Linked DNA regions of Mus musculus: regions 2, 3 and 4 are each linked to region 1. The links are chromatin contacts, called in public ChIA-PET and Micro-C maps. All regions are on one chromosome and are shown on one strand. Each heading gives the region's core, a stretch centred on a gene start, on an enhancer-like site or on the middle of the called end of the contact. The rest is flanking DNA. Distances are from core to core; before and after follow the strand shown.

Region 1 (5,528 bases), core at 2,050-4,549:
CTCACTGAGAAAGTATGATGCACCCTGCTTCAATCCATAAGCTAGGAACACTCTTGCCCGTGGGCAGTTGAAAAGCTATAGCTTCAGGCTGCCCTACCTGGACCCTTACACTGGGCCCTAGAGCAGGCTCCCTAGAGCTCACAGAACACCCAACATCCGGCAGTACCACTGGTAGGAACAAAAATGAAAAGGTCAGAGGTCATGACTGAGCTTGTTATAAATACACATGTATTTTGTTGGGTCACAGGGCATAGGCGGTGCTGTACAGAGCTGGTATAGGCGTGGGGCTGAACGCCACAGAGATAGACAGACAGAGACTGAGTCCACCCAGCAGGGCAGGCCAGGCCAGGCCAGGCCAGGCAGCATCGTGGGGCCTGTAACACTTGGTTGGTGGGCAAGAGTCATCTGGGAGTCTGGTCCAGGACTGGTGGTCCCCAGACAACTTGGAAGATCCTTGGTCCAATCCGATTGAGGTCTCGGGTGGTGTCACAGTGGCACCTGGATTCAGCTTATGTCATTGAGGGCCTGGTGGGACATGAAGGCAGTCAGGAGGATGTGCAAGCTGTGCAGGATGAGGCCCAGCAGGGAGCCTGGCAGGCCACTCACCTTCCGGGTGAACTCGGGCAGTACGAAGGCGGCACGGTGCATGTCCGAGTTATAGTATTTCAGCTGCATCTGCTCCACCTGGGCCTGTGTCAACTGCTGCACTGGCTCCCGGAAGTTGGTGCTCTGGGAACCAGGGACAAAGAGCATCAAGATGGGGCTCTTAGTGCCTGCCCTCGCCCCACCCTGCAGGCAGTCACCCCCAGCTCACCGGGTTTTTGCTACACAGCATGAAGCCGATCTGGCCGCTGGGATAGGTAGGAATGCTACAGTAGGCGTAGTCCACCACGGGGAAGAGAGATTTGCAGAAGTGCCTCATCTCCTTGATGAGGTCCAGGTGCAGCCACTGGCACTCACCCTGGCAGCACAGGATGCCATCTTCTTTGAGTGCTGTCTTCATGAGCTGGTAATAGGACTCCTTGAAGAGGCTCTCAGCAGGGCCTAGAGGGGTAGAGCATGGCCATCCTGCCTGAGACCTCCAGGCCACAGTCACCCACAGCAGCTCAGTGGCAAAGCAGGTGCTGGACCCATGTTTGTGGGATGTGGCCCCCTACTGCCTTAGCACCTGGGAGGCCCTGCATTCAAACCCTCCCCCACTGCACCATAGCACACCCGGATGCTGGCCAACAAGCACAGGGAAGAAGCCAAAGAGGAAGCAGAGGTCACTATGGACCAAGGCTAGACCCCCACCGTCCTCAGGCCTCCATCATCACATGGCTCTAGTCTGGGGCTGCTGTGTGCTGCAGGACGCGCGTGCCCTGGCTCACCCATGGGGTCTGAGGAGTCGGTGATGATGACGTCAAAGGCATCTTGGTTCTGTTTCATGAACTCAAAGCCATCGCCCACGTGGAGAGTCAGCTTTGAGCTGGAGAAGCCAACGGCCATGCCAGGCAGGAACTTCTTAGAGACTTCAATGACATCCTGAAGAGGGGGGAGAGGAAGGGCTGGGCTGGACTAGAGGCTGGGGACTCCTGGTGGGGTTTCTTTGGACAAGTCTTCTCTTTTGAAAACCCTTTCCCCCAGATCTACACCACCTCAGCTCTTCATGGTTTTCAGGCCTCAACTCCCTGCAGACCAAGTCCCATCTGAGCTTCTGCATTTTTGAGAGATGGTCTCAGATAACTCACGCTGGCCTCAAACTCTTGATCGTCCTGCTTCTACCCAAGTGCTGGGGCTGTAAGCATGCGTGGCTGCACACTTCCTATCAGCCTGTGTTCTCCATATCTTTTATCCCTGTCTGGCCTCATCATGTCATGCTGTGTTATGGTGTCTTCTCCAACCCAAACACCAGCTCTACACTCAGGGGCTCACCTGTCCATGGCCGTATCAACCCAGCACCTTGGGTAACACTCAGCATACAGTAAGTGCTCACTAAAACCATGCTGGGTCTCAAGGGGAGATGCCATAAGTTGTTGAGCTCTCTGGCTCTGCCTGGGCTCTGAAAGCACTAAGAGTTAACATCCATGGTGTGGTGTGTGCCAGGCCTTAACAATCTGGTTTTCCTACTGAACCCTCTTTTCAGACTGAGGAAACAGGGCAGGGATGGTAAGAACATTGCGCCTCGGGGTGCAGAGTCAGGATGGGACAGAGCTGACTCTGGTGACTCAAATCCAGGCCTCCTGGACTGCACCCACCTCATCAATCTCGCACTGGACCACCGACTCCACAGAGGGGTGCTTCACCACTTCCCGTAGGACGCCCCCATCTCCACCCCCGATGATCAGCACCTGGGCCAGGGAAGGACAAGTCAGGACTGAGCAGGCCCACTCCCACAGAACCTGATCTTCCCAGCTACAGGACTCTGAGTCATTCTCTACTCTCCAGAACGCTTCTGTGCCACGGGGTCCTTCCTGGCAGCCTGGGTTCCCCTCTCGGGGCTTCTAAGGAGACCAGCTCTCCCAGGAGCTCTATTCATCCTGACCGACCCGCATTTTCTGACAGTCATCTGGGTAGCATCTGCCCCCAAACATCCTCACCTAGTGTCAGCCCGACATGCTTTTCTAGGACCCCGAGCTCAGGGCTGAACCCAGGGGCAATGCGGTACCTTCCGCGGGTTGGGGTGGCTGCAGAGCGGCAGGTTGGCGATCATCTCCTGGTAGGAGAACTCATCCCTCTCAGTACACTGGATGACGCCATCCAGAACCAGCACGTTGCCGTAGGTTTTACTGCGGGCAGAGACAGTCGGGGACGTGGGTCCTGGGACACTGGGAGGTTAGGTCCCTGTCCTCCCTGGGCGTGCACGTGGCCGCCATGGGGTCCAGGGGTGGGCATTCGGGGTGACACGTGGCAGGCGAGCCACGTGTGGGGGCTGGGTGGGTCCCGGGGTCCCCTCGGCTGACGTGTCCCGATAGTGACACGTGGACGCAGGGCCGGGCCCAGCGCAGAACTTCTGACAGCTGCACCGGCGCGCGGCGGGCCATACCTGCGGAAGACGAGGATGTCTTGGTACCGCGATCGCCGGTGGTGAAGCAGCTGCTCCACTTGCAGCGACAGGGCCTGGCCGGGCCACAGGCTGCAGGTCTCTCGGAACCAGCCCTCACGGATGGCGGCGGGGCCGGGCGCGGCTGGGCCGTCGGGGCCAGGCTCCATGGCGGGCGGGCGGGCCGACGGAGCGCGTAGCGGGTTCGGGACTGCAGGGCGCGCGGACCCCCCCCAGCACAACGTGACCAGCTCTGCCCGCTGCCCGCGCCGCAACCTAACCCGCTCGGGGGCGGGGCCTACGGAGGGGCGGGACCCCGGCTCTCCAATGGCGGCGTGGGCCGGCCCGCAGCTTCACCAGGAGTTCATTGGCTCCCCGGGCTGCAACTAGCAGTGATTGGTTGGGCCGTGCTGTCTGTCAGCCGCAGCAGGGTAGTGCGGCCGGCTGCCGGGCCACGTGGGGAGAGGCCCTGGCGGCGGGAGGGTTCCGGGGCGGGCCGCGCCGGCGCAGCGGTTCGAGGGCTGGGGCCCATCCTTGGACCCCCGTAGGGTTTGAGCAGATCGTGTCTAGTCTGGGCGCACATGGGACTTTTATTTACTTGCGAGGATTGTCGCGCCATTTGGCTACTTTGCTCCGGATTGTCAGCCAGGAGCGGGTGGCTGCAGAATAAGAATGGAGCTCTTTCTAAATTTACCAGCTGAGGCCCCGCACATGCATATTCAAAACCAAAAAAGACTGGCGCGGCTTTTTTTTTCTTTTTACAAACTGGGTCTTGCTCCTTGAAGGGTGGGAGGGAACGTGGCTGTTTTTATGAAAATGTCAAGGAACTTATCAGAATCACATTAAGCATGCTAATTACCGAATATTAAATGCTAATTGCTCCATACACAGTTTGAATGCCAAAGAAGGAAGACGAACCACGAATAAGCTATTCCTGACACGGTGTCAGGGACGGTTTCTGACTGATACTCAGCAGCCTCCACCTGGAGTGGGAGCATGTCCCCTTGTCATAACGCACAGCTGAAGGGCATGAGCTGTTGCTTGGAGCCCTGTCCCTGCCTTGGCTGACTTCAAGCTCGCAAACGGAGGGAGGGAGGGAGGTCTACAAAGTTGCTACCAGGGCATCCAGGGTCACAATGGCTCAGATGGAGATTCGTGTCCAGTTTTACGAACTTGACGGGGACAGCATGTGTTGTGTACATAAAAAGATAAAGAGGGGGGCTGGAGAGATGGCTCAGCAGTTAAGAGCACTGAGTGCTCTTCCAAAGGTCCTGAGTTCAAATCCCAGCAACCACATGGTGGCTTACAACCATCCGTAATGAGATCTGATGCCCTCTTCTGGTGTGTCTGAAGACAGCTGCAGTGTACTTACATTTAATAATAAATAAATCTAAAAAAAAAATTTTTTTTTTTTAAAAAGAAGCCGGGAGTGGTGGCGCACGCCTTTAATCCCAGCACTCGGGAGGCAGAGGCAGGCGGATTTCTGAGTTCGAGGCCAGCCTGGTCTACAAAGTGAGTGCCAGGACAGCCAGGGCTACACAGAGAAACCCTGTCTCGAAAAACCAAAAAAAAAAAAAAAAAAAAAAAAAAAAGATAAAGAGGTATAAGAATATGTTTTATGGGGGTGTGGTGAGGGATGGGGGAAGAGGGTGCTTCAGCGGGCCCATGCCAAGGCATCCCTTCCCCCTGAGGGACCAGCTACAAGGTATAGTATAGAACAGTTTAGGGCATGGGGAGGGGAGTTAAGAGGGTAGTAGAAGCAGAGAGAGGGAGAGAGTAGAGAAATAGAGGCCAACGTGGAAAAAGGGGAGGGGGCAGAGGGAATGCAGAGATGCAGAGAGAGGAAAGAATAAGAGAGAAGAGGGCGGGGGGGGGGGGGCGGAAAGCAGCCCTTTTTATAGTGGGCCAGGCCTAACTGTGGGGAGGAGCATACCTGGCTGTTACCAGGTAACTATGGGGGCGGAGTCCAAACAGAATACCAACATTGTGGACTCAAGACTATCTACTGAGCAGCCTCCGTACTTACCAACCAGCACAGTTCTGCCTCTGGGCTATGGATGGCTGTTTATTTGCCAGAGGCCCCGAGCCAGAACGCAGCTTGCCAGAAGGCTAGGGATGCTTCCTGGAGATGGCAGCCCCTGAGGGCGGGCTGAGTTGAATCCATTACATTCCTCCCCTAGGAAGTAAGAGAGGGAGCAAAGTTGTTCCGGAATGTGCCCTCTAGGAAGACTGAATTGACCACACCTGTCAGATTTAGGAAGATTCCGATACTGGAAAAACGGCAAGTAAAGCCAGGCATGGTGGTCCATACCTCTAATTCTAGCACTTAATGAGGCAGAGGCATGTTTGGATCTCTGTAAGTTCAAGGTCAGCCTGGTCTACATAGTGAGTTCAGAACGATACACAATGCAACCCTCTCTACAAAACAAAACAACAACAAAACCAAAAAACTAAAAAGCCAACCAACCCCCAAATCCAAACAAAAAACTAAAGCAAGCGAACCAAA
Region 2 (5,528 bases), core at 875-3,374, 500 kb after region 1:
CACACACACACACACCAGAGTTAAATACATAAATATTTCACAAAGCCCAGGCTAAAGGGCCAGGGAGATGGCTATGTGGTTAAAGGCACTTGCCACACCAGCCTGTCGACTGGCCTTTGATTCCCAGGACCCATGTAAGACATCAGATGTGGTAGTGTGCATCTGTAATCCCAGCACTCCTACAGAAACTGGGAGATGGAGATTGGAGGATCACTCAGATTCTAACCTGGTGTGTTCAAAATGGTAGAAACAAGAAGAGACCTTCGCTCAAAAACAAGGTAGAAAAGTGAAGATCAACTCAAGGAAGTTGGTCCTCTTCCACATAGGGGCATGGAATGTATGCCTACATATCAACATACAAACTAAAGAAACATGATTAAGAAATAAACATCACAGGATATATTGCCATACAGGTATGGAAACAACTTGCTACTGTATATAATTTTTATAACAGTTAAATAAACTTATGCAATAAACCATAATTAGACCCAGGTAAAGGCACATGCCTGCTATCCCAGCCCTTGGGAGGATAGAACAGGAAACTCTCAAGTTCAAGGCCAGCCTGGACATCACAGAAATACTCTGCCTAGAAACAAAATCAGAATAGCTGTCCATTACAATGGCAGACTTGTAGTTCGCCTTCCTTGGGGACTGAGGGTTGTGCCTTCAAATGGGCTATTAAATTAGGTCTGCCCCGCCCCAACTTCTCTCATCTTCCCAGAAGAAAAGTCCTATCTGGGGATCTGTGACCTAGATGTCATCTTGTGTCCACTCAGGGGGTCTCATGGGTTCCCATATGGCTTCTATTCTTCTGGAGTCACACCCACCAGCCCAGGCTGGGCAGCTCCCGCCTCCTGAGAGCTCTCAGCATGTCTGAAGGCTCAGCAGGGGAGACTTCCTGTTAATTGTCCTGACTGAATGTCTTCCAACTTTTGCTATGTTGGGCAAGTGGACTCCAAGTGGCTGGCTCCTCATATATTGGTGGTACTAGAGCTTGTGTGCATCAGCCACTGACACCCGGCACAGCTCTGATCATTTGGAACTTTACCTAGGCTATGCTGGTACTGTAAACAGATGCTGGTAAACAGATGCTATAACACTGAGCCCTGACCCCCTCATTTTTGGACAAAGTCTCACTGTTGCCCAGGTTGGCTTTAAACTGCTGGGCTCTAGAGTCCTCCAGCCTCTCCTTCCCTTGTGGTGGGGGCTATTCAGCCATCAGCTGGAAAGCCCCTTTCTTGACTTCAGGTCCTGTCTCCCTTTCCTTACCCTGGCTTCAGAACCCAGGATGGAAGGAGAACCATCCACACTCTCGCCTCCCCACTCATGTTGTGGCATGCATCCACCCACCCCACTAAGTAGATCAATAAGACATAAACACGGTCTTACTTTATAAGCCAGGCAGGCTTTGATATCATTATATCTTTGCCTCGACTTCCCCTTCCTTCCTTTCTTTTTAATGTATTCTATGAAATTCTCTTGAAATCCAATAAGCTTGGAAGGAAAATTTAATACAGTAAGAACAGAGCTTCGATTTTTTTTTCAGATTTATTTATTTTTGTCTTGTGTATACGAATGTCTCACCTGCCTGTGTGTGTATATGCACTTGTGTCTGGAGCCTGCGGAGGACAAAAGAGGGTGGTTGTATCACAAGTACATGATTGTGAGCCGGCATGTGGGTTCTGGGAACCCAAGCCTAGAAAAAGTAGTAACATGTGCTCTTAATCACGGAATCCTCTCCAACCCTCACTTTTTATCTTTATGGACATGAATTCATTCACTGATCCTCACAAAGATGATGAGGTAGGCACTGTTCTAATTCTTGTGCAAGGGAAGTAAGAGAGGAGAGAGGATGTTCTGGGCAGACACCAACTGTTACCACACCCGCAGTTTCTGCCCGCTTGCCCCAGGCTCCTCTGGCTGTAGGTCGTCCCACCACCTCACCTCGATCCCACTTAGGCAGCCCGTTGAGCCCCTAGGCTGCAGAAATCCCGACCTCCTGGCTTGAAGCACAGGAGCTGGTAGAGGCCTAGGCAGTAGTAGTAGCAGGAGCCTGAGCCTAGCAGCAAGAGCAGCTGCCTGACGCCGTCTCCTAGCAACCGGCTGCAGTCACGTGGCCGCGCGAGTTGGCCTCCCGCCGTTGGAACTGGCGCAACGCGACGGGCGGGGCCAGGAAGTTTGTTCCCGAGTTCGGAGCCCAGGAGTCCCCGCGGCCGTCGCTCAGGTGCCCTCCGCCGGGTCGGGATGGAGCTGCCTGCCGTGAACTTGAAGGTGGCCGCGCGGCCGGGGCGGGCGGGGGTCCAGGAACCTGGGGAACGGAGTCGGAGCAGAAGGGAAGGTCCAGAGCCCCGGGGAGGAGGCGGCGGACACGGAGAGGGACACCTGGGGACAGAGACGGACAGGGCCGCCCCTCCCGGACAGACCCAGGCTGGCACGGGCACCGGACCGCCCGGGCCTGCGCTCCTGGTGTCCCCCACAGCAGGACAGGGACATCTATCCTTCTGAGAGGTCAGTGCAGTTCGGGGGGGGGGGTCTGTCTGAGTGCTGGCTCAAGTTAGGAGAAATCCGCTGTCCCCAAACAATTGCTTCTCCCTAATTTCCACATGCAGCGTCCTTATTTCATAATTAAGAAGCAGGAACTTAAGAGGTTTCCTAAAATCAAAAACCCCAGAGGCTACTTTGAGCTCCGGGCAGCGGGGCTGCGTAGGATGTCTTCATTTCCTAAGTTCTTTTTCTCTCTCAGCCCTCCTCATTTGCAACAGAGGTGCTGGCCACTTAGCTTCGGCCAGAACCGTGTGGACCTGGAAGTAAACCGGCCATCTTGGGCCTTTGGTGCCAGCTCCGTGAAACCCTAAGACTCCCAGGTGTTAAGCCATTTAGCACCCTTTGGTGTCTGAGAGGAAAGGGCCGGAAGATAGAGGTGCTTTGGAGCAGTTGTGTGATTTCATATGGGCTGGGCTGTGACTTGCTCTGGCCGGTTTCCCATTCCTAAACTGCTGGCTAGCAGCAGGAGGGAGATTGGAGCAAAGGAATGGGCTTGAGCGATCCATTATCTAGGGACAGAATTACAGGCAGGACTTGGAGGCAGTCTGGAGGTCAGGCTCTGCCTTATTCTGCTGGAATAATTACGAGGACAGCACAAGTCTCAATGGTAGAACATTTGAGTAGCCCACCCCAGGCCTGGGGTTCCATCCCAGGACCACACACTAACAAATAATAATAAAACGCAGGAACAGGTGAGAAAAATGTGATGTTTATGGGCTGATATGTTTTATTCATTTGAGTCAGGGTCTCGTGTACTAACTTACTGTGTAGCCTTGAACTTACTGTGTACCTGAGGATTGCCACAAACTTCTGATCCTCCTGCCTCCACCTCTCCAGTGCCAGGATTACACAGTAGTGGCGATGAAACCCAGGGCTTCCTGCAGGATAAGGAAACACTCCACCAACCGAGCCGTATCCCCAACCTGTGTTGCTTGTTTTTCTTAGTCTCCGTCCTCCGCTGAAAAAGCTGAAGCTGTACTCTGTCGTTTTTGTTTAGAGTTGGGGGACTTGCTATCTAGCTCTGGCTGGCCTGGAACTCACTATAGAAATCAGGCTGTCTTTGAATTGACAAGAGATCTGCTTGCTTTTGCCTCCTGAGTGCTAGGATTAAAGGTGTGCACCACCATACCTGACCTAGAGAAGCCGTGTTCTTTTATCGGGGTGCAAACTTCAGCTTAGATCATACGAGGAAATTGTCCGAGTCTCCCAAGAAATAAGTGGTACAGTCAGGATTCGAACCCCCAAAGACTCAGCTCCAGTGGTTTGCATTTCCTGGTATTGTTGCTTTGGGCTAACTTTGGTTTTGATGGCCTACATCGTCTTTTAGAACCTGATAGGTACAGTGTATCCATCACAAATGTAAGATAGCAGGCTTTCCAGCCCAGCATACAAACACTAGGCCCTCCACTGAGATCATGTGTGCTTTGCAGGCTTTGAAGGGCAGTGCCCAGGCTAGGGGTTGTGAAGTAACACCCAGTCACTTTTGGGCTTCGCATCAAGGACAAAGTCGTACCATGTGTCTCAGGATTGGGGACACACTGAATCATTCACAATCTGAAATTCAGAATGAGGCTGGGTGTTGTGTTATTTTGTCTGCAAGATCTGGTGTCCCTATGGGAGGCAGCTGGGACACCATTGGCTGCCCCTTTCAGTCCACCCTCTCTGTCTTTTAAAAAGACACCAGCTCTTCTCAGCACTTGGCCCAGGCTCTGTGAAAGAAGTCGGGTCCCTAACTGGGCTTCTTGCTTGTCTTAAGCAGGAGCTAAACTGAAGCAGCTCAGGTTGGACTAGACTTGTGAAGCCCTGGGAGGAGCAGTGGGGGGGGGGGGGCAGCGATGCGGCCTGCTGTGTTTGAGTGTTTGACACACTTCTACCACAGAGTCCCTGCTGCGCTGAAGAGCAGGTGGCCGTTGTATGTATGGAGACTTGCCCAAGTTTATGTGTTAAGATCTGTTCCATGGTCTGACTCCAAAGTCTGCCAGAGGACCTGCCTCTCCTCCTGGGTAGCCCTTGAATTTAGCTGTCCTGGGGGCATCCTACTGCCTTGTCTAATAGGCCGCCAAATGTTTGCACAGGACACACGGGGATGTTTTAAGTTGAGGTCTGGGACATCCCCAGCCCCTCCTCCTTTGGGAGTGGTAAACAAAGGCTTGTTTTGTTTTCCTGTGGTAGGGTACCACAGGCCAGGCAAGTTTTCTACCACGGAACCACAGTCCATAGCCCCAAACAAAGGTTAATTAATCCTCTTGGCCCCTAGACTTCTGCTGACCCACCCTTTTCTAAGTTAAACTTCCCTTCCCTCTGCCCTGCCTTTGACCTTGGAGATCCTGACAGTGGAGAGAATGCTGGCTTCGGGGCGAGGTTTTAAGGCCAGGCTCTGACAGAGTTATCTGTGTGACACTGAGGAGGTTACTTGACCTCTCTGCACATCAGTTTGTTCACTGTAACAAGAGGTGGGAAACAAGCTGTGCCTTCTAGGGCGATGAGGGGATTAAAAACTCAGACCAGCTGGGCAGAGGCGGGCGGATTTCTGAGTTCGAGGCCAGCCTGGTCTACAAAGTGAGTTCCAGGACTGCACAGAGAAACTCTGTCTCAAAGACCAAAAAAAGCCGGGCGTGGTGGCTCACGCCTTTAATCTCAGCACTCGGGAGGCAGAGGCAGGCAGATTTCTGAGTTTGAGGCCAGCTTGGTCTACAGAATGAGTTCCAGGACAACCAGGGCTACACAGAGAAACCCTGTCTCAAAAAACCAAAAAAAAAAAAAAAAAAAAAAAGACCAAAAAAAAGGAGGGAACAAAACAAACAAACAAGAGAACAACCGTCAGATCAGAAACCAGGTCTACCTTTGCAAGCCCCTGAAACAAAGCCAGACAGAAAGCAAGCTCAGAACAGGGGTGGTTGATCTGGGCTTTGCAGCTGGGCTGTTGCTTGCCTTTCTGATTGGACCTGGTGTGCTGAGTCTCTAGTGAGTTCTGCTCCAGTTGG
Region 3 (5,528 bases), core at 2,184-4,683, 480 kb before region 1:
TGTGGAGATCTTTTTTAGGTCAGGTGTCACTTGAAGAGATAGACCTGGGGGCCGGTATTCAAAGATATTTTAGGCATTTCGTAAAGGCTGGAGTAGTCAGACCAGCAGGCTGGCTGGGTTCCTCCAGCGTGGGCCGGCTGGTCAGCTGCTCAGCTCTTGGTTCATCTTTCGAGCAGAGCCTGGAGTTGAAGGTGAGAAGGGAGGCTGCCCTTCCTTGTGAAGAAAGAAGTGAGAGCAGCCAGGGGCGTTTGGGACAGCACAGGCCTGCACTGGCTGTACTGTTGTCCCTAAATGCCTGTGCAGCTTTGTAAGACCTTAAATGTGTCATTGTCCTTCTCGAGTAGTACTGCCCCAGAGTTGGTAACTATTGGGCCACAACATTAAATTAAGGGCCACATTGTTATGTGGTTCCAGGCTACATCCCTGGTTATTGCTTGCTTCCTTTGGGCTTACATATACCAGGCAGTTCCTTTGTTTTAATTGTTTAAGTAAAGAAATTTAAGATAGGCATGGTGGCATACAGCTGTAATCCCAGTAGTTGGCAGAGACAGGGGGATCATCACAAATTCAAGGTCTGCCTGGGCTACATAGCGAGACCCTTGTGTGCAAAAAGAGAAAGTCCATGCTTTCTCCCCCGATGGGCAAGGCTCTGGGTTTCATCCTTGGCTCCTCTTGTTAAAGGAAGAGTCTGAAGGGTAAATGTGTCAGAACACTTGGTTGGTGCTGTTTACAGTGTGTCCCTCTGCCCACATTGCCACCGACCAGTCACCTAGCTGTGGTTTTTTGCAGTGCTGGGCATTAAATTTAGGGCCTTGTGGATGCCACACTGGCACACAGCTCTTGAGCCACATCCCAGCCTTAGTTGAACTGATTTAAGGGAAATTTCCTTTTAATGATTCATGGCAATGACTTGTATCTCAAGAGTGAGAGTTCCTAAATAACAAAGCTGTTTGTGTTCATTTAAACATGTATGTATGTATGTATGTATGAATGTATGTGCGTGTGCTTAGCTCACATGTGTGTGCATGTGGGGGCTAGAGGACAACTTGTGGGAGTTGGTTCTCTCCATCGCATGGGTTCTGGTGCTTGAGCTCAGGTCCTCCGGCTTGGTGGCAGGTGCCCTCATCTGCTGAACCATGTTACTGATGTTTTCTCTGTCTGGTCAGATAGGCTACATGATTACTTATGGGGTAGCATTAAATTAAGGCTGCTGCTTAATAAAATATGATTGAAACAAAATTTGATTATTTCATTTAGTTAAATGTGCAAATGCCTATGTGCACTGCTTGCTGAGGCTGTGGGGCAAGTCATGTGCCCTTTGCCTCCGTTTCGTCATCAGCAGTAACTCTGTACAGCTAGTGTGAGAGTTAGTGAGGAGAGAGCCACGAGGTAAAGTTAGCGCTAGTTAGTGTCTCCTGGCTGCAGTGAGGGGAGCCTCAGGGAGACACAGGGTTAGTGAGCTACAGCAAGCCATCTGTTTGCCTTGGGAGGATTGACCTGGGGTGGGGGCTTCACTTCCAGTGAACCTCATCCTGCTCTCTTTGCTCTCCCTCTCTTCCCCTCTCCCCTCCCCTCCCCTGCCCTCCCCTCCCCTCCCCTTCCATGTCCCTTTTCTTCACTGCCTGTTTTCTTGACTCCTTTTTTCTTTCTTTCTTCCTCTTGTCCCTTCTTTTTCTTTTTGAGACGGTCTCATGTGGTGTAGGGCTGGCCTATGATTCATAAGCTCCCGCTGTAGCCTCCGGAGTCCTGGAATTACAAACTTTACTGCACATTGAGCTTCCTTATTTAAAAAAAAAAAAGTTTAAGGCAGGCGTTCTAGCGCATGCTTTTATTGTGCAAAGGCAGGTGGATCTGGAGTTCAAGGCCAGCCTGGTTTACTGAGCTAGTTCCAGGTCAGCCAGGCTACTGTCTATACAGACAAACCCCGTCTCAAAAAACAAAAGTTTAAAGTTTGTGTTTACTTGTGTATGAGTGTATGCCTTAGCTGGCTCTGAATGATGCTGAAGTGTCTGGGAGAGGAGGAAGGAACAGCTTGTGCAAAGCCCCTCCTCAGAGACAGCAGAAGCCAGAGTGTCTGTTACGGATGGGCTTGGGAGTTAGGCAGTAGAGTCTTGACATGTGCTTAGAATAGATGGGAGGATTCCAAGACCGCGCTGAGGACTTGTTCTTGTCTTATGAGAACAGTAAGGAGCTATTGATGATGCTTATGGGCGTGGATGAGTAAGTAAGGGAGATGATCGAGTTGCCCTTTACAAATGATTTGGGTTTTGTGTTGTGGAAAGTGAATTGGAAGAGAGCCAGCACGAGACCAGGTAAGCTGATTAGAAAGCATTTGCCGTGGTCCAGGCAAGTGATGCTGGAAGCTTGTACCAAAGTGATGGCAGCAGAGATAAAGAGAGGTGGAGGGTTGACTCCATGGCTACGTAGGAGAGATGATGGGCAGGAGGAGATGAGGGGTACTTTGGGAGTAAGGGAGGGAGCTCTTGAAGACCTTCCAGCAGTTACTGGAGGGCAGGCATCCATGGCAGTCAGGGCAGTCTGTGCTAAGACTTGAAAATCTAAGGGGAGGCAGGAAGGAGGCCTGGAGGGTGGCACAGGGAGAGAAAGGTCACTAGGTATGAGGACTGACCTCCAGTTATAGTTTCAAGCTGCCTGGCCTTCTGCTCTGGGGTGGTGGAGCTCATAGGCTAGAACTCTGGATAAAGTGTGTGGTGGCAGGCAGCTGTGCGGTAAGGCGGTCTTTAGGAACCTTCTCTAGACTCTTTCCTCTCTCAGCTTCTGCCCTCTTCATAGGAGGCTGGCACAGGCCATCTGAACTAGCTGGGAGGCAGAATGGTGGCCGGCTCCTGGGATACACATTAGCTGCCCTTGTCCGGGTGTTGTCTGTAGAAAATTGACTTTAATGTCAGTAACAGTAAAAAACTAACCACAACTCAGGCCGGCCGCTTGTCTCATCCTTCTGGAGATTTGTGTCTTGCTTTAGCACCCTATTCTTGCTCTGAATTTTAGCTAGTTCAGTATAGGGTTGAAGGTATGAGAAAGGCTGTGGCCCAGAAGGAAACAGATGGGAGCCTGGCCGGCAGGTCACAGTGCTATTGCTTGCTCATAGGCTGCTCTGTTTATTTCTCAGCCTGACACCAGATTATTTCTTAACCCAGAGCAGGTTGTTAGTGATGGGCAGTGCTGTAGCCAGTGCCGTAGGCTGGGGGCAGTAGTGGTGGGGTGCATTTCTTTGATCCCAGCGCTGGGGAAGCTGAGACAAGAGGACCAGGGCTTTAAGGTTACACTTAGTGATACGGTGAGTTGGAGGCCAGCTTGGGCTACATGGAGACACTGTCACAGAAGCGAAACAATCCAAAGAAAGTGGCACTTGGCTGCAATGAGAGAAAACCCCTTAGTGTGGGTTGCCGATGCCCCCCTGTGGCTGCCTTTTGTTCTACACTTTTGCTCTCTCTGTAGTTCAGTCTATCTGTGACAGTGGTAGAAAAGCATGTAGACCATTCTTAGGCCTTTTTCTGGCCTTTTTTGTCATGGTCCACATCCTTCCTGATTGCATCTGATCCTTGGTCCTCCTGAGAAAAAACCAGCCCTGTTCATGAGGGGCTATGGCTGTGAACCCAGAAACAGTCTGCAGACTGAGACTCGCAGCTCCTGCTGCAGGAGCCCGTGGAGAACAGAACCGACCTGGGTGCACTGCCTGTTTTTCTGATGTCCATGAGGTGGCACTGTGATCTTACTTTTGTTTCTGTTTTTCTTTGCAGCCAAGCTCTCCTCCAGGAAGTGAAAATGTGGTGCCCCGAGAGCCACTGGTAAGTATGAAAGACCTGGAGGAGCCTATGGCTGCGCCTCGAATCAGCGGCCTGCATGCTTGGAGGCAGGACCTGGTGACCCTTGCCCCTGACCTCTGGCTTGTGACTTCTGCTTATCAGGAGGGAGTGACAAGACCTCTTGGAGCACCCATCTCTACAGTCACATGGCACTTTGTTTGCTGCTGCTAGTAGGACTAGGTGACAGCAAGGTTGCTGCTTGTCAGCTTCACACTGTCAGAAACCTGAAGTAGCTAGTCTTTGCTTCTCAGTGAAGCACCCGGGGTGGGGTGGGGTGAGGTGCCCTTTAAGGACCAGGTAAGAGGAAGGGTTCTGGGGTTGCTTGGTCTGTGGTTCTGTCTGTGATGGGTGGCACCCATGGTATTGTAGATTCTTGATAGGAAAGAAACCTACTGAGGGTTGAAGGACCTTTTCTCTTTCTAAACAAGGAGGGCCACCCTCTGGAGCTCAGTTTGTCCTTGCACTCACTATGTGGCCTAGGCTGGCTTCCTGCTCACAACAGTTCTCCGGGCACAGCTTCACAAGCGCAGCAGGTAGAGGACAAACACCACTGCTCTCAGCTAAGGAACTCTGTTTGCAGAGTGGTCTGAACCAGAGTCCCTGCCTGCCTGCCTGCCTGCCCTGTTTTCACTGTTTGGCATTTCAGGACTTGATGTCAGTCCTGTGGGCTGGGTAGTAAGACCGGTTCTGTGCAAACCAGCTCAGTTTTAGGGGCGCGCCAGCATTGGGTTTAACGTTGCCAAGACTTTCCTGACTTGGAGTGGTGGTAGCGGTGAGCGTGGGGCGATCTGCCCAGGCTTTGTTTCCGTAGCCCGGGCAGTCTCCTGCTTTCTTCACTCTTCCCCGGCCGAGCTGGAGAGGGTGGCGTGAAGCCCTTGGCTGCGGTGAACAGGGCCAGGTTCTAGCAGGTTCTAAGGCTTTCTAGGCAGAGGGCGAGATAGATCTGGCTGCAGATGGGCCCAGAGGACCCAAGTACCTCCCAGACGTCTCCAGGGGAGTGGTGCTGTTACTCATGTCACCTCTGTCCCCAGCGATGGGCTCATCCCAGCATGTCTGTGGTACCTCTCTCCACTCTGTAGTTTTGCCTGGCTCTTCAGAAGATGCTCTGTTCTTCCAGGCCTGTGAGCTTGCTCTGTGGCCTGCCTCCAAGCCTTTCAGAGAGAAGCTGTGACTTACACTGAAGTCCAGACTGAACACAGCAGTCCGTTTCTATCCCTTACTGCTGCGGGCTCTTTTGAAACTTCCTGATTTGGCTTTCCATCCTCAACATGAGGCCAGGCTGTCTTTTGGGGGCACAACTGGAAAAGCTCTGTGGAAGCGTGGAGTCTCTGATGCTGCCTGACGCCTGGGTGCGGGGAGCCCTGCAGGCCTGTGCTGTGTAGGACTCTGAATGTGGCTCCTTCCGCTGTACCGCGCATCTGCCTACTGCCTGGTTATGCTATTTCTTTCTTTTCTGGGAGCCCCTGAGCAGTCTTCAAACCCTGGTAGCCTGTGATCGTCCAGAGTTCAGACTCATTCTCTCCAGGCCAACTCTACAATTACCTTATATTTAATTAATATTTTTTCTCCTCTTTACGTACTTACTGCATAATTGCTCAGAGGAAAGAAAACACATAGCAGCAATTTATATATATATAAAAAAAAACAATAATTAAAAAAAAACCCGAAATAAACTCCCATCTCATTTGGGCTGATCCTGTG
Region 4 (5,528 bases), core at 1,917-4,416, 300 kb after region 1:
AACTGGTACCCTGGCTCTTTTTTTAGTAGGAGTTTGAAGAAGACCCTGATGTTTACCCAAATCCACAGCTACGCAATGTGCTAAGTGCTGCTTTTTCATAGAGATGTTCTTATCTGGTAAACCTTGATGGCTAATGCTGGGAGGCAGGTACTTTCACAGGCTCCATTTTATAAATAAGAGGGGAGGTGGGGCCTCAGCAAGGGGAAGTGACTTCCTTCCCCAAGGGCACACCGCAGCTTGTAAGGAGTGGACTGGGAGGCTTAGCTCTGAGGTCCTGCTTGTGCATAGCTGCAGACCAGACAGAGGAGCATTAAAGGAAGAGAGCCGGGGACAAAGTGGCCCTTTATGGCTCCCATCCCTTTCAAAAGAAGACTTTTCATTTAGTCAGGAAGACAGAGTTTTCGAGAAATAGCCCCTGGGCACTAAGAGGCATTTAAATCAGACCCAGGAAATACTTCTGGCAGAGGGAACTACAGAGCCAGAGAGGACAATGGGGAACTACATTCTCTGCCACCTCACAGCTGGGCCCATCACAGGGCCACTGGAGTCACCTCTGGGGAGCTTCTGGAGGTGAGGGGTGTAGGGGAATGTTCAGGGGAGTGCCTGAGCTGGGACAATAATTTCATATAAGGGGATTAGACAAGGAGAGAAAAAGCTGAGATCAGCCCTAGAGAAGGATTCTCACCGCTTTCCACACTTTGACCTGTTCCACTGCCACAACAGGCTCTCCTTTACAGCAGACATATTTCAAAGGCCTGGTTGGTTCTATTTGCATTTTAAAACCCTGCTGATGGCCTGGGAAAATCAGATCCTTTCAGAATTTCTGAACATCACTCTGCAACACACACACACACACACACACACACACACACACACACACAGAGTCCATGGTCAGGTCCCCTGCTTCTGTACATTCCCTTTGAAGAAGGTCCCTTACCAAAGGCAAAACTAGAAGTGGCCCTCTGGAGATTACCTGAAGGTCTAGAGAGGGGAGAAATGACTCGAATGAAAGCAGGGAGAGTGTAATCAGGACCCATATCAAATCTACTAAATGTAGTTCCCGGGAGAATGGAGGTCATATCAACAAGCAAGAGTTGGTGGGAGGCACAGCACCCTAGGAACACAAATGGGGTGTCCTGTGATTCTGTCAAACTGCAGGGAACAGCACAGGGACTTTGGGGGGAATCTTTAAGGAGGCTCCTTGAAACAAACTGAGAAGAACTGAGCCATTCACCAAGAAAAGCAGCCTCTGCTCTCAGCTGGGCTTGGGAACACTTTGTGTCTCCCACTGCTCCCTTAGAAACAAATATTACCCTGGTTCTCCTTCCTCCCACCCTCCCCCGTGGCTCCTCTTTCTCTGCCTTCCCCTGGGATATGTTGGGTGGAGCTGGACATTTGCAAGGCACTTCGGGGCTGTTTTATCTAGAGTACCACTTTGGGCTTCTGCTCCTGTGGCAGTAATATACACACCCGCCATTCTAGGTCTTAGTATCTATCTATCTATCTATCTATCTATCTATCTATCTATCTATCTATCTATCTATCTATCTATTCATACTCTCTCTCTCTCTCTCTCTCTCTCTCTCTCTCTCTCTCTCTCTCTCTCTCTCTCTCTCCCCTTTCTTGGATCCTTCCTGCCAGGAGCATTTCATAACCCTAATGTCTTCAGGATGGCATGAATTCACTGCAGATCTTCTGACAGGCTTGATGGCTGGCCAGTGGGTCCCCTGAAAAACCATTTCTGAGTATGTGGTGCAGGGACGAGAACACCTGGGTAGAAACATTGGCTCTGGTCATTTGCATCTGCACAGATGAGTTCCGGGGCATCCAGGGTCATAAGTAGCTAAATGTCCACCTGACCGCCAGCCAGTGAATGCAGTCCCCAGGGACTGTGTTTGAGAAAGCTGGACGGGTGGTACAGGATTTTCCTGTAGAACCCCAAAGTGAGAGGGGTTCAGAGAACTCCCAAACTGCCCTCTTAATTAAAACTATGTATGTATGTATGTATGTATGTACGTATGTATGTATGTATGGCATGTGTGTTTGGAGGGGATGTGCATGTGTACCACAGGGCACGAGTGGAAGTCAGAAGACAGCTCGCAGAAGTGAGTTTGCCCTGGAGACTGAACTCCGGTTGTCAGGCTTGGCAGCAAACACCTGCTAAGCCATTTCCCAGGCCCCTAGGTTTCCTCTTTCAAAAATATAGATGGGGGCATGGGCTACACAGCAAAGAGCTAGGGGCTTTCGGTATTTTTATTTCATAATGATCCTGCATTCTCTTGTATAGAATGGGGACTTCTTGAAGGCCAAGATTGTGGCTTACATGCTTATCTTCCTGGTCCGTGTCATAATCATCTGGGTGGCCTCTCAGCCGGCAGTGATGTCCCTCCTGCAGCGGGAGGCTGGCGCCAGGTCCTTTTGAGGGTTCCCTTGGCTCTCCTTGGGTGACATCAAGGCCAATGTCTTTGGAGCACTGAAAGAGAAATGAAACCAGGGATAGCCTTGGTTTCTAGGCTCTTTCTTCTTTGGGTATCTTTTCAGCAGGGGGTGTCAGGCGGACCTTCTGCTGTTACTGGACGAGTGCCTGGTCCCAGGGGCTGGCAGAGCTCTGGGCTCTGCTGCCAGAGAGGTGAATAGAGGAGGGAGGAAGAGATGGTGCCAGGCGCCTGGGCTTGGCAACCACCTCCGGAGGGCACCCGGGGATGCCCTCGAGTGTCCAGCAGGCTGGTGAGGTGCCAAGGCTGGGCAGATGGGGCTGAGAGAAGCCAGCAGGAGCGCACGCCTGGGAAAGGCCTGGGTGCCCAGAAACCTCGGGGGCCAGTAGGGGGCATGGCCAGGTCCGTTTGCAGAGACTAAGACTGACCCCCAGGGGTCGCTGCGCTGTGCTCAGTCCCTGCTCGCCAACACGGGAAGCTGGCTGTACCACCACGCGGCTCCCGCAGGGGGAGCGGCAGCCAGGGCGGCGCCTGGCGGCGGAATCGGGAGACAGCAGCGCGCGGCGGAGAGCAAGCCTAAGCCGGACGGTGACGCAGAGCCCGCAGGCGCTGATGCTGGAGGCGCCAGTGGACGGGGGGAGGCGCGACTCTAAAGGCTGCCCGGGACACCCCCGCACCCCGTGGTAGGAACCGGGACCCAAACAAAGGCGGGCAGCAGATAAAAGGCGGCGGCGGCGGCGGCGGCGGCGGCGGCGGCGAGTGCTTCGCGTGCGCGCTGGGGACGTAGTTGTCACGGACCTGGCGGCGGTCTGCTCGCCAGCGAGCGGAGCTTGGGGGCCGCTGGCCTCCTACAGCTCTGAGGACCTTTCCTCCTGAAATTACCCTCAAGGGACAAGTGTTCGCCGCGGGGTGGCCGAAGCCCCTTAACCCCTGCGGCACCCGTGTATCAGCCTAGCTCGGCTCAGCCAGCGAGGTGAGTGAGACTGCCCCTGGGCGCCATCGGGACTGGGGATGCGCTACTCTGGAGAGGGGAAGGGTCTAACGTGCCACATGCGCCCGGTCTGGGGGCGGGGAGAGGGGGGAGTGCGGGAAGTTCTCTCGCTCTCAGGCCACCCCCGGCCTCAACGCCCTGAGAAAGCCGGCTAATGGGACAGAGTTCAGATCTCAGAGCTTGTCCCTGCGCCCCCGAAGCTTGCACCAACACGCTGGGGACGGGCTGCAGCTTCGGTCTGCGGGAGCGTGTTTAATGTCCAGAATCATCCTGGCTCCCTATCTCCATACCCCTGCTCGTCTCGGTAGGTGTCTGTCTGGGTTCATAAAAGTTGAGCGTCAGCCTGAAGCCATCCCAAATCCGGCTGTCCGCCGGGACTTCAGAGGAGGGAGGGAACAGGAAAAGGTAACGATGGCCCCTGTAGCTGCCCCCTACTTGAGCGCACTCACGCGCTTGGTGGGACCTTCTTTGAGTCTTGGGCTGCGGTGAACCCGCTGCAGGTGCCGCTGCGTGCCAGCCAGGACCTCTGAAGCTCAGGCAGGCGATGGAAGTGGAGCGCTAGAGGGTCCCTGGGTCGACCCAGAACATCCATAAGGACTGTGATGGGGTGGCATCTGAGTAGCCGTGGAGCACAGTCAGGAAAAGATGACCAGCACGAGTGGCGGCGAGTCCCGAGAGCTAGCCCTGCCGCTGGGAGGACTTTTCCCAACTCTCCTAGGAGACGCCTCCCCGGAGGCTTCCTCTGTTGGATCTCTGTCTGGTACAGGGATGCTTCCTGAGTCTGGGTGCGGGTGCTAGTCTGGTTGCACTCTCGGTCAGTACCTCGGACAGCGCACTGAACCCACCAGCCCCAAGCTCCACACACAAATGAAGTACACACACACACTATGTATAGAGCACTCGTGAACACTCCACGCACAAATCCACACTCCTTTCTGATAAATATATTCCCATCGTGGCTCGTAGGCGCACACAATGCACACAGAGACCCAGGATTCACTCCCACGTGGACAAGCCTAATCTTCCCACAAGCCCCAGTTTGTGGGCCAGGACTCATCCCTCTTCACGCTCTCGCTGGAGGATGCTAAAATAAACCGGACACCAGAGACCACTGCCTAGGACCCTCGCTGATACCTCATGACATGCAGGAGCTCAGGCTGTGTGGGTCACAGACACTGGCGTGCACACACACAAACACACAGGCTCAATCAGCCCCCTCCTCTTCTACTGCAGACCTCCCCGAATCAGAGTATCTGCCAAAAGGAGAGAAGCAGCTGTTAGGCTCAAGGGAAGCTCCGGGCAGCAGCCCAGCCAGGCAGGCAGGCAGGCAGGCAGGCGCCTTACAGTCTTGGTTTGAAGCTCAGTGTCCATTTCAGACTCTTCGCCCCCATGACCACTCAGACCTCTTCCTGGCATATCTTCTGCCTCCAGGGTCTGCAATCTTTGCTAGTGCTCTTTGCTGGCTGTTCTCCTTCCCAGGGTTATCTTTCAAATGCACACCCTTTGCTCTTTCCCGTCCATCATCCTTTCTGGCCGCCTTCGTTCCTTTTCCTGACTTTCCTTTGCTGGAGTCTGTGCTCTGACACCCATGTTGGCACCACTGGCCCTTGGGGCACCATCGACTCTGGTTTGCTTCCTCATCTGCAGTTTCCATCCACCCGATCCTGCCTCTCTGAATATTTGCCTCTCTCTGCCCAATAGCTTCGGCAGCTTTTACTGACAATCTTGGGAAATTTTCCAGGGCCAGAGCCTCAGGAAAGTGTCTCAGGGGGCCTCAGAACCTGGAGATCGAGAGATAGTACTGGGGTCACAGGGAGCCTCATCATCACTGCCCCTTCAGCCTCCCCCCCCCCCCCCGCCCAGAGCTGTCGCTTTGAAGGATCCAGACCCATAGCCCAGCTTGCCCTCTGACACTCTCTTGTTGTTATCCTTAAAACCCTGGAAAGGCTTGAGAAAAGGAAGAAAGGAGAGTTGAGGGAGAAATGAACCAGAAATGGGGATTCCTAGACTCTGGTTTTAATTGGTCACAGGTGCCCAGTGTTCCCCTGGACAGACTTCCGCCATACTCTCAGCTTATGCAGGGCTGCCCATGGGACTGCTTT

What was found. A called contact is a pair of places that touch in the nucleus more often than the background predicts. ChIA-PET counts read pairs in DNA pulled down with a chosen protein or histone mark.
Region 2: a contact with region 1 is called in a Micro-C map of embryonic stem cells, with 2.6 times the contacts expected there. The contact joins the promoter of Agtrap here to the promoter of Srm in region 1. A contact is called at or near these places in 1 of 484 Hi-C or Micro-C datasets (embryonic stem cells) and 9 of 115 datasets of contacts at active chromatin or transcription factors (astrocytes, bone marrow-derived macrophages, embryonic stem cells and 3 more).
Region 3: an RNA polymerase II ChIA-PET map of memory CD8 T cells shows a contact between it and region 1, with 7 read pairs. The contact joins the enhancer-like site here to the promoter of Srm in region 1. A contact is called at or near these places in 2 of 39 promoter capture datasets (embryonic stem cells and hippocampal neurons), 1 of 484 Hi-C or Micro-C datasets (cortical neurons) and 12 of 115 datasets of contacts at active chromatin or transcription factors (bone marrow-derived macrophages, craniofacial prominence, embryonic basal ganglia and 7 more).
Region 4: a Micro-C map of embryonic stem cells shows a contact between it and region 1, with 2.5 times the contacts expected there. The contact joins the promoter of Disp3 here to the promoter of Srm in region 1. A contact is called at or near these places in 2 of 39 promoter capture datasets (hippocampal neurons and stem cell-derived epiblast-like cells), 1 of 484 Hi-C or Micro-C datasets (embryonic stem cells) and 1 of 115 datasets of contacts at active chromatin or transcription factors (astrocytes).

The regions. Positions count from the first base shown.
Region 1 is chr4:148,589,284-148,594,811 of GRCm38.p6, reverse strand. Srm (spermidine synthase) reads right to left here and starts at 3,299. Exons shown (of 7, transcript NM_009272.4): 1 at 3,026-3,299; 2 at 2,648-2,768; 3 at 2,238-2,330; 4 at 1,371-1,524; 5 at 815-1,044; 6 at 607-729; 7 at 193-525. The coding sequence starts at 3,192. The coding sequence ends at 505. It also overlaps a transcript of Masp2 not described here.
Region 2 is chr4:148,084,660-148,090,187 of GRCm38.p6, reverse strand. Agtrap (angiotensin II, type I receptor-associated protein) reads left to right here and starts at 2,124. Exons shown (of 5, transcript NM_009642.5): 1 at 2,124-2,271. The coding sequence starts at 2,245.
Region 3 is chr4:149,074,301-149,079,828 of GRCm38.p6, reverse strand. Pex14 (peroxisomal biogenesis factor 14) reads left to right here. Exons shown (of 9, transcript NM_019781.3): 2 at 3,762-3,809. Among named protein-coding and RNA genes, the nearest start is that of Gm46722, 21 kb to the left of the region's middle. Within about 2 kb of position 3,433, at least 72 of the 459 cell types and tissues checked have an H3K27ac peak or open chromatin away from gene starts, as enhancers often do. A contact at or near this core is called in bone marrow-derived macrophages and memory CD8 T cells, where this site is marked.
Region 4 is chr4:148,285,603-148,291,130 of GRCm38.p6, reverse strand. It overlaps Disp3 (dispatched RND transporter family member 3), which reads left to right and starts at 3,166. Exons shown (of 21, transcript NM_001083342.1): 1 at 3,166-3,408.